Linked DNA regions of Zea mays: region 1 is linked to region 2. The links are chromatin contacts, called in public Hi-C maps. All regions are on one chromosome and are shown on one strand. Each heading gives the region's core, a stretch centred on a gene start, on an enhancer-like site or on the middle of the called end of the contact. The rest is flanking DNA. Distances are from core to core; before and after follow the strand shown. Region 1 has its middle 41 kb from the start of LOC100217243. Region 2 holds the start of LOC100217243 (putative protein kinase superfamily protein).

Region 1 (4,241 bases), core at 1,184-3,683, 42 kb after region 2:
CTCGATGTGGCTTGTCGTGTTGCGTCTCTACGGACAGTTTGCGCTCTAAAACCTAGGCTCGATAGGTTATGAGTGCTCCACAGGCTGAGGGGCTTGTATGCCATTTGTGCACCGAACCAAAGGGCTACGCAGGTCATGAGTATGTTGTAAGTCGAGGGGCTGCACAGGTCATGAGTGGGGCAGATCGACTCTCTACTACGACATGGTGTCAGGCATAGTTAATGCGGCCAGCCACTTATGGCAGGTCAGTCATGGTGTCAGGCATAGTTAATGCGGCCAGCCACTTATGGCAGGTCAGTCTCAGGCCAGGCGAGGAACCCACTCGAGTAGTTTCCTTACAGTTCGATCGACCGCCTCTACCGCTCCACCACGCCCGACCCAAGGCTCCATGCCTTAGGGTTTATCCGAGGGTGGGTGCCTCCTGAGTGGACGATCCCTTACCTCTTCACTGACAAGTGGCCCTAGCAGCTGGAGGTCCTTCCCTCGTGCGCTCTCCTTGACCGGTGGGCCCTAGGGGCCCGATGATCTTTTCCCCGATAGTAGCCCCAAGGGGAGAGTTTCTCCCCCTAGGGGTTTATTTCGGACCGGGGCGTTGTTTATTCTGCTGTCCTTAGAGTGGTCATGGTATTCGTGCCCTCGAATCTTGACCGCCTTCAACGTAGCCCGCTTTTTACTAGGGGTGGGATCGGACGGTTTTGCCTCTTTATAAATTTAAGCGGACGTCCGTTCGTGGTCACTCCTGAGCCCTTGGCCCTCCGGTTCCTTCCTCGAATGGACTCCACAGTTGGGTCGACCGACGAGCCGCAAGTCGGGAGGACGTCGTGCCATGTTGGTCAGGGGCTGAGATAAGGCTTCCTCTTACCCGAGTGTCTATTCCCTTCTTCGCGGGTGAGTCCGACGCTCCATCGATCGAGAAGTGTCACCCTCCAGGGCCGAGGTAGTACTTTTCTTCCCTAAAGTATGTGAAATTAGACTTAAAATCAACTATTCGGGTAATGATGAAGATGAAACTACTAGAAAAATGTATGTTGTCGTGCATGATTGAAAAGTTCTAGACCGATATCTGCAGCCTCATGGTTGTTGTTGTTGTTATTCTTGACCCATGTCTTATGATGTCCATGCTACGTGCTTGTTATATTGGCAATTTTTTTGGTGAAGAAGTTGTTGGAAACTATAGTAAGGATCTGTTTGTTTCAACTTATAGATTATATAATCTGGATTATAATCTAAATTATATAATCCACATGTAGCTGTTTGGTACTCTAGATTATACAAATGTAGATTATTCACAAATACAATAGTACCCTTGTTTGTTTATTTGAGGTGAGGAAAGAAGGATGACATATGCTGTAATTTCTATTTACATAACCATGAGTAGTGGGTCTTTTGCCAAAAATAATATCAAATAAGCTACTCTTAAGGAGACTATGAGATTATCATAATCTAGGCTTTAGATTATGTAATCCGAACCTATAATCTAGGTGTTTGTTTATTTGCTAAATTATTTACGTTGGATTATACAATCTGGAGGGATTATAATATAAAACAAACAGGCCCTAAGGCTCATAAATTGTTAACTAGTTTGATAAAGCGGTAGCAAGACAATAGTCGACTGCTGTGCTCATGATATATTATTGCATGGCTATCCTAATCACTACCGTTGCGTTCGAATCAACATTTAATTAGTACAAGTGGGAGGGTTTTAAGTGAGCACTATAGCCATCTTGTTACTAAAACTTTGGAAGCTTTGGTGTGTAGCCAACGTTGGCTTCACCATACCGTTGTAGTGTTTTATTTGTTTGCTTCATCAGACTTCCATAGTGATGGGGCCTAATGTAGCGCCGCCTGTTTGTGTTCGAAACGACCATGGACTTGTATTGCCATGATGTGTGTGATTCCATGTCATCACTTATCGTTATATATGGACCACTCTTTGAAAACTAAGACGCGCTTATGGTTTTTCTTGTGTGTTTTTTTATACACACAGGCTTGTTTGCATATCTAGAAGCTAAGATAAACCATGAACGCGCTTGTGCTCAATTTTCGGGGTACGCGCGACATGATAACGCTTGTTAGGATTTTTCACTCTGTTGTGTTTTATTTTTTGGGACTCTATCCTTTGCTAGCTGCTAGTATTACTACTCAAAGGCTAGGCTACCAAGATTCTGCGTGGTACGGCCGCGCGCGGTTTCTGGCTTCCAACCAACCAACGACGCTCGGTACAAGCGCAACTGGATGGGACGCTTGAGAGGAGCTGGGCATAGATCCCGTGACGATCAGGCCAGCCAGAGAGCCCAGAGGACCCCGGCAGATCTTACCTCCTCCAGCTGCCGCGCCGACGCCTCAAATGCGCGCGCGCCTACGGGGCGGCTACGGGCGGCATACGGCACCAAGTCGCGGGCGCGGTCACGGTCACGGTCACACGAGCGGGCGGGAGTAGCAACACGCGCGGGGAATGGCAAAAGTGGCAACGACCGAGTTGGACTGGCCTGGCCGCCCCACCCCACCCCACCTGGGCGCGCCGCCATGATTCCGTGATGATGATGATTATTGGTCGCAACTACATGTATTACACACACACGTGGCCCATCGAGATTTCTTTTTTATTTCGCGTGATCCCCAGCAATGATCGTGGGGTAGTTTGCAAACGAAATGTCATGTCTCCCTCGCTGGAAAACTCGCGACGGGAGTAATGGACGATCACGGCCGGCCCGGCCGGGTTTCTTTATTCCGAAGCAACCGCGGTTGGAGCTTTACAATGGCGTACCTAATAAACAGATTAAAAATATATGTTCTATGAGGCTAATATATGACTTTTCTTCTTTGGAAAAGCTATCAACAAAAAAACATCATTAAGTCTCTCATTGAACGGACCTCTGGTTATTATATTTGTTTTAGAAAATAGAGACGTGCAAAACTGTTTTTTAGTTACTCTGTGAACCTCAAATCCCCCTCGGAATTGAAGAAGATTGAGATGGAAATAAACTAATTTTCTCTCTAATCTTATTCAATTCCAAAGGGAATTTAAGTTTTCAAACTAACCCTTAAGAAGGAAGAAAAAAAAAAGAAACACCATGCCGAAGTTTCTAAAACACACATCTTCCCCCGCCTGTCACACATTAAGCCCCAGACTTGAAAATCCCTGCGCTTGGTCAACAAGAAAGAAGTTAATGGGCCGAGAAAAGGAATGGCAGCCCTGTCCGTAGGCTCGGGTATCCATGGGCCTCAACTAAAATGTTTTAGACAGACGCCTAGCTAGCTTAGCCCCGCTATCGGCATGCAGGTGAGACGTGAGAGCAGTGCTTTTTGACAGGTGTTGCCCTGGTAGTAGAGATGCGCTGGCGTGTTTGACTGTCCGCCGTTAGTTGCTAATGAGCACAGCGACTTTTTGCGTCAACTGCGAACTGCGAACGCGTTGAGATGTTGGCGCACAGCACCGCTTGGTCAGGTGACACGGCGTCAACGTCGAACCAGCGGAGATTCATGGGACCATATGACCAACGTGCACCATGCATGAGTTTTTTTCCCCTCACATTTTACTTTCAGTGTAACGGTACACGGAGTAGCTTGTACTGGATCTACTTTTTTTTTCCTTCTTATTTCGTATGTGTTAGAGTAGTCTGGCGTCAAATCTAAACTAAATTACATAAGGAATGCTCGTTCATTAATCCCAACTCATTTTAAAAGTTATTCTAGTTTAAAATTCACGTCAAACCATTTTCATATTTATATATACCGGGATTTAAAAAAATACGAGATTGATCATGACAAAGAGGGAAAAAAAATCCAACGTTAAATTTTATGATCATATAAGACCCAAGAATAAATAGAGCATCTAAAAGAAACAAAAGTTTATAGACCGTTAGATCAAAATCAAAACTAGGACAGGCTGTCTAACTACCTGACTTGATTATATCTTACTCTTTTTTTTTTTGAACCATACTATACGTCGAATTTCCTGCTGCGGCAAGAACTTTCTTGGTCCACATCCACTACACCACTCGTTTAGTACTGCAACAAGTTGACAACCGAATGAAAACGACAGCGACCAGTGCTGTGGTCTTCGGATCCTGGATGGCCTGCTTGGCCGGAAACGCCTTGGATCTCGTTGGCCGTTTCTGGGTCAGGTCAGCCATCGTCGATGCCTCCGTTTTTTTTTTGGTTTGCTCTTTCGGCGAGAGGATTTGTACGTACCAACGGTGACGTCTGTCATCAACTGTACTCTATCCGTTCTCAATTAT
Region 2 (4,627 bases), core at 1-2,500:
AGTTGAACTTGCTCAGGATCGGCGCCAGCATGATCCCCCTCGCGGTGTCTGCGCAATGTAGAGGCGAGCGGTCCGTGAGCAGTTCAGGAATCTAAGAGCCAGCCTGCCCGCCGCAGCCCAGAAAAGTGAGCCAAGACCTGCGCTCTTGCCGCGGGGCAGCCGGCGGGACCGCCGCCACAGGATCCACGCGTAGAGCGTGGAGAGGATAATCGCGACGATGGCGATTGAGGCGAGGATGGAGGCGATGACTAGCTCACGGTGGAAATGACGGTGGCGCTCCACGATGATCACTGCAGACACAGAAAACATGCAGGTCAGGAGACAGTTCAGGAACACCAGCTGACTCCACAGTCCACAGTTGCTGCTTTTGGGCGTGGAAAAGATCAGGTTTTTGAAACGGTCTCACTTTTTCCCTTGAAAAAAAGTGAATTCTTTAGAAAAATGGAGTTACCAAACTATGTTTCAACTAAAAACCGTCAGTCGGAAGAAAAATGGAGTAACTTGATGATCATTAAACGCAGCTAATTTTCCGCAACGGTCCTCTCTCTCTAACTTGAACGAAATCGCAACCTTTTTCCATGAAAAGAACATTTATCCGGTGAGCAAATTGCGAAAGAAAAGGAGGTCTGGATAAAACCGCTGCTCTTTTTGGCCATTTTCAGTAGAAACAACAGCTTCTTCCACTGCAGCTGCTCGAGAAACAGTCTGCAAGTTTTCATTAAGGAGGGGGGAAAAAGAGATCCCCACTCCCAAAAAAACGAAACAAGAAACCGCAGAAACAAAACCAGAAATAACCAGAAACGCTTGCTCCATCTGATCCCTGGCAACCGGCCGGCAACCTACCGACAGGAGGCGGCGCCGGCACCGCCGGAGCGACGGGGGCGGTGCCATTGGCGCCGGCGGCGCGAACGTGCCTGGTGACAGGCGCCGTAGCGCCCGGAGACGACGGCGCGGCCCTTCCGTTTGCCGGGGAGGGGCATGAGGACAGCAGCAGCAGCAGGAGGAGGAGGTGGAGGAGGACGGCCGGGACGGAAGAGCGCAGGGACGGCAATGGAGGTGACAGCAGCCTCATGCTGCTCCGTACTACTCCTCGCCTCTCCGGTTAAAGAGCCAGAGGAGAGGAGAGGAGATCCCTGCCCCCAGGAACACGAGACTTTGTGGCTTTCCTGCAATTGGGCACGCACGCACGAGCGAGAGAGAGACAGCGCTAAGCTCCTCTCTCTCCTTATAAGTTTCTTTTTTTCTCTTGTGATTGCGAGCACTCTGGTATGGGTATGGCAAGTTGGCAACGCTGTGTGCGCAGAACAGTTGAGTTGAGCTGCTCGGCATTTTATTCTGGGGGGGTGGGGGGTGGAGACGGGGAGGGAGACGCTGGCAGAGCGGGGGTCGCTTGGCAGTGAGAGTGGCCATGTGCGGCGGTCTAAGGAAAAGGACGGATCGGGAGTGAAGATGATATGATCATATGAGACTGCGAGTGCGAGGGGGTCGTTCGTACGGTGGTGTGTTTGTACAGCTTTTTCCGTGGCCTCGGTTGTTTGGTAGCCCGAATTTTTTGTATTTTAGCTATTTTTCGGAAAAAAATTCACGTTTAGATCTTAAAAAATTTTAATGTCATTTTTGGACCCTTTGCTCGGCGCCATAGCCTATGGCGCCGAAGTAACACAGCTCGGCGCCATAGGCTATGGCGCCGAGGTCGTGTTGCGTTGGCACAACCCAGACGCGTGGCGTCGACGTGGCACCGAGCTCGGCGCCACAGATCTTGGCGCCGAGCTCGGTTGTGTTATTAACATATTTGTTGCAGACATGAGCACAAAGCCCAGCTAGCCCACTTGGTGGAGCATAAGGCTTCTAACCTTGTGGTTGTGGGTTCAAACCCCACAGTTTGCATTTTTATTTGGTTTTTTTGTTTATGTCGCTGGTGTGTCCGTTCAAATTTATTTCTCACCTATATTTTTTTATCTTTGTCACTACTCATTTTTTAAATAACTCATTAGGTATATTTTTTTTCTTAATCATTCATTGGGAAAGCGGCTCTTGCAACCCCACTGAAAAAATAAAAATTTTCAGAGCGGGGGTGTGGGGGCCGCTTTGCAGTGAGAGTGGCCATGTGCGGCGGTCTAAGGAAAAGGACGGATCGGGAGTGAAGATGATATGATCATATGAGACTGCGAGTGCGAGACGGGGTCGTTCGTACGGTGATGTGTTTGTACAGCTTTTTCCGAGGCCTCGGTTGTTTGGTAGCGGTACATGTACGTCTATCTTGGCGGCTTCTTGCTCGGCCAATTGCCATTTCTGCGCCTCGCATCGCATCTCCCGCGCCTCCTTTGAGATTCCTTTGGACCTGTCATCAGCTCACAGCCGAGTGAGCGCGTGCGTACGACTGCGGCAGGCCCCTTCGTCTGGGTCTCCCAAGCTCTCTCACGTGACTGGTGACCATCCACGATTGTGCAAGCATTTGCGAGCTCCCACTCCTAGGCCCAGCCCAGGGTGGGTGGTCACCTTCACCTCACTTGTGTTTTTTTTTTTTACTGCTGCTATCAGCTTGACTGACCTGCTGGCCCGAGCAGCAGCAGCGGTTTTGCAGCTTTCAATGGCTCGTCCTGCCGGCATTATTTCCGCACGTCCATCCGCCCGCCACCTCCCCCGGGCCGGGGAAATCAATGCGCATCAGTTCTGCCTCTCCGGCGAGCCGAGGCCCACCGGCGGATACCCACCACCACCGTCCACCGCCATCAAGGCCGACGGAACCACTGCACTGTGCAGCGCACGCACCACGCGGTGGGCCTCTGGGCCGCCCGTCGTCCTTCTCTCGCCCTCTGTGTGTGCCTGCTGCTTCCTCCTCGCTGATGTAGTTGATACGATCCTCTCTCCGCCTTCCCTGTCTGTCCTGGCTATAGTGCCTAGTGGTGATGGTACTTTTGGTCTGGTGGCGCGGCAAGGCAGCTAGGCGAGGTCAGCTCGGCGAATAGCCGCCCCCTCGCCGTACTTGGATTCTGGAATGTCGCGTCCTCCGTCGTCACCTCGCGTCTGCAGCTTCCCTGCTACTGTTGGTTTAGAAAAAAAAAACTCGATGGACAAGAATTTCAGTGTTATTTTCACTACCGGAATCGCAGGTTTTGCCGAGTGTTGTATTCTTTGCCGAGTGTCGCACTCGGTAAAGTTAGGCTCTCGGCAAAGAGCCCCTTTACCGAGTGCTGAACACTCGGCACAGGGGGCTCTCGGCAAAGACAAGTTTGCCGAGTGTCAAACACTCGGCAAAGGGCCGTCAGCGGCCGTCCCAAAGCTGTGGCCGTCAGTATTTGCCGAGAGCCAACTGCTGGCACTCGGCAAAGAGGCTTCTTTGCCGAGTGTCACATATTGGGCACTCGGCAAAAGACTCTTTGCCGAGTGTTACTATGATTTCATGTGTAGTTCTCTTAGGTTTCTACACATTGTGTCTCACAACTTTCTCCAAACATTCTACAATTTTTATCACAGCATGTACATATGATATCATGACACGTGGACAAGTTTCATTATTTTCTGAATTTGTTTGTGTTTTATACAATTTTTAAATATGTGGATGGCAAGTTCACGACCATGTTTAGTGAGCATGTTGCTCGAAGTTTCCGGTACGCTCCTAGAATCGGTCATAACTTATGGTAAGTAACATGAATATCATTTTTGCATGTACGGTTTTCCAAGTTTCGAGTGACCTACAGTTCAAATCTGAATTTTGCGAAAAAATTTAAATAAACGAACTAAATCTACTAGATATTGCAAACACAGTTATAATTGTCCCCAAATGGTACATGTAGGTCTACATAGTGTAGGAACAAACCACAAAAAGTTTGGTGGCCAAAACCAAAAAAAATACAAATGTACTTTGTCGAGTGTCAGATGGTGACACTCGGCAAAATATGTTTTGCCGAGTGCCGCCCAGGTAGGCACTCGGCAAAGAAGTGTGAAGTAATCTTTGCCGAGTGTCCCCTGGCCGACACTCGGCAAAGGATCCTTTGCCGAGTGTCGTCGATCTGGCACTCGGCAAAGCTTATTTTAAAAATAAAAAAATCTTTGCCGAGTGCCAGATCGCGGGCACTCGGCAAAGAAGGAAAAATATACTTCCGCCCGGCTCCTTTCTTCTTCTTTCTCTCCTCACTCTCTCTGTCTAAGCGCAGTTCGCCGCCGCCACCCTAAACCGCCGCCGTGCCCACGTGCCGCCTCACCGCCGCCTCACCGCCGCGCCGCCTCACCGCCGCCCGCCCACGCGCCGCCGCACCGCCGTCGTGCCCACTCGCCGTGCCCACGCGCCGCCTCACCGTCGCGCCGCCTCACCGCCGCCCGCCCACGCGCCGCCGTCCGCGCCTCCGGCGTCCTCGCCTCCGGTACGTAATTGAAGAATGGATTAATTGTGTATATGGATATGGATATGGATATGGTTCTTCTAGTTTCCACTACAAATAAACAGTAAACATAAATGTGTGGATATGGATACGGATATGGTTTTTCTGTTAATTAGTTGTAGAAATTAATATTAGTTGGTGATGGTGGATATGGATGTCGATTAAATGTGATTGTCGGCCATCGTGCTGTTGATATATGTGTGGATGTCAGCCATTGTGTTGTCAGTTTTATTTGCAGGTTTTGG

Evidence for each region. A called contact is a pair of places that touch in the nucleus more often than the background predicts.
Region 1: a Hi-C map of leaf shows a contact between it and region 2, with 5 times the contacts expected there. The contact joins the enhancer-like site here to the promoter of LOC100217243 in region 2. A contact is called at or near these places in 5 of 25 Hi-C or Micro-C datasets (ear, endosperm, leaf and 1 more) and 1 of 3 datasets of contacts at active chromatin or transcription factors (leaf).

Annotation. Positions count from the first base shown.
Region 1 is chr9:97,929,863-97,934,103 of Zm-B73-REFERENCE-NAM-5.0, forward strand. No RefSeq gene overlaps it. Among protein-coding and RNA genes, the nearest start is that of LOC100217243, 41 kb to the left of the region's middle. Within about 2 kb of position 2,434, at least 20 of the 20 cell types and tissues checked have an H3K27ac peak or open chromatin away from gene starts, as enhancers often do. A contact at or near this core is called in ear, endosperm, leaf and 1 more, where this site is marked.
Region 2 is chr9:97,889,361-97,893,987 of Zm-B73-REFERENCE-NAM-5.0, forward strand. LOC100217243 (putative protein kinase superfamily protein) reads right to left here and starts at 1,251. Exons shown (of 10, transcript NM_001143598.1): 1 at 915-1,251; 2 at 138-290; 3 at 1-48. The coding sequence starts at 31.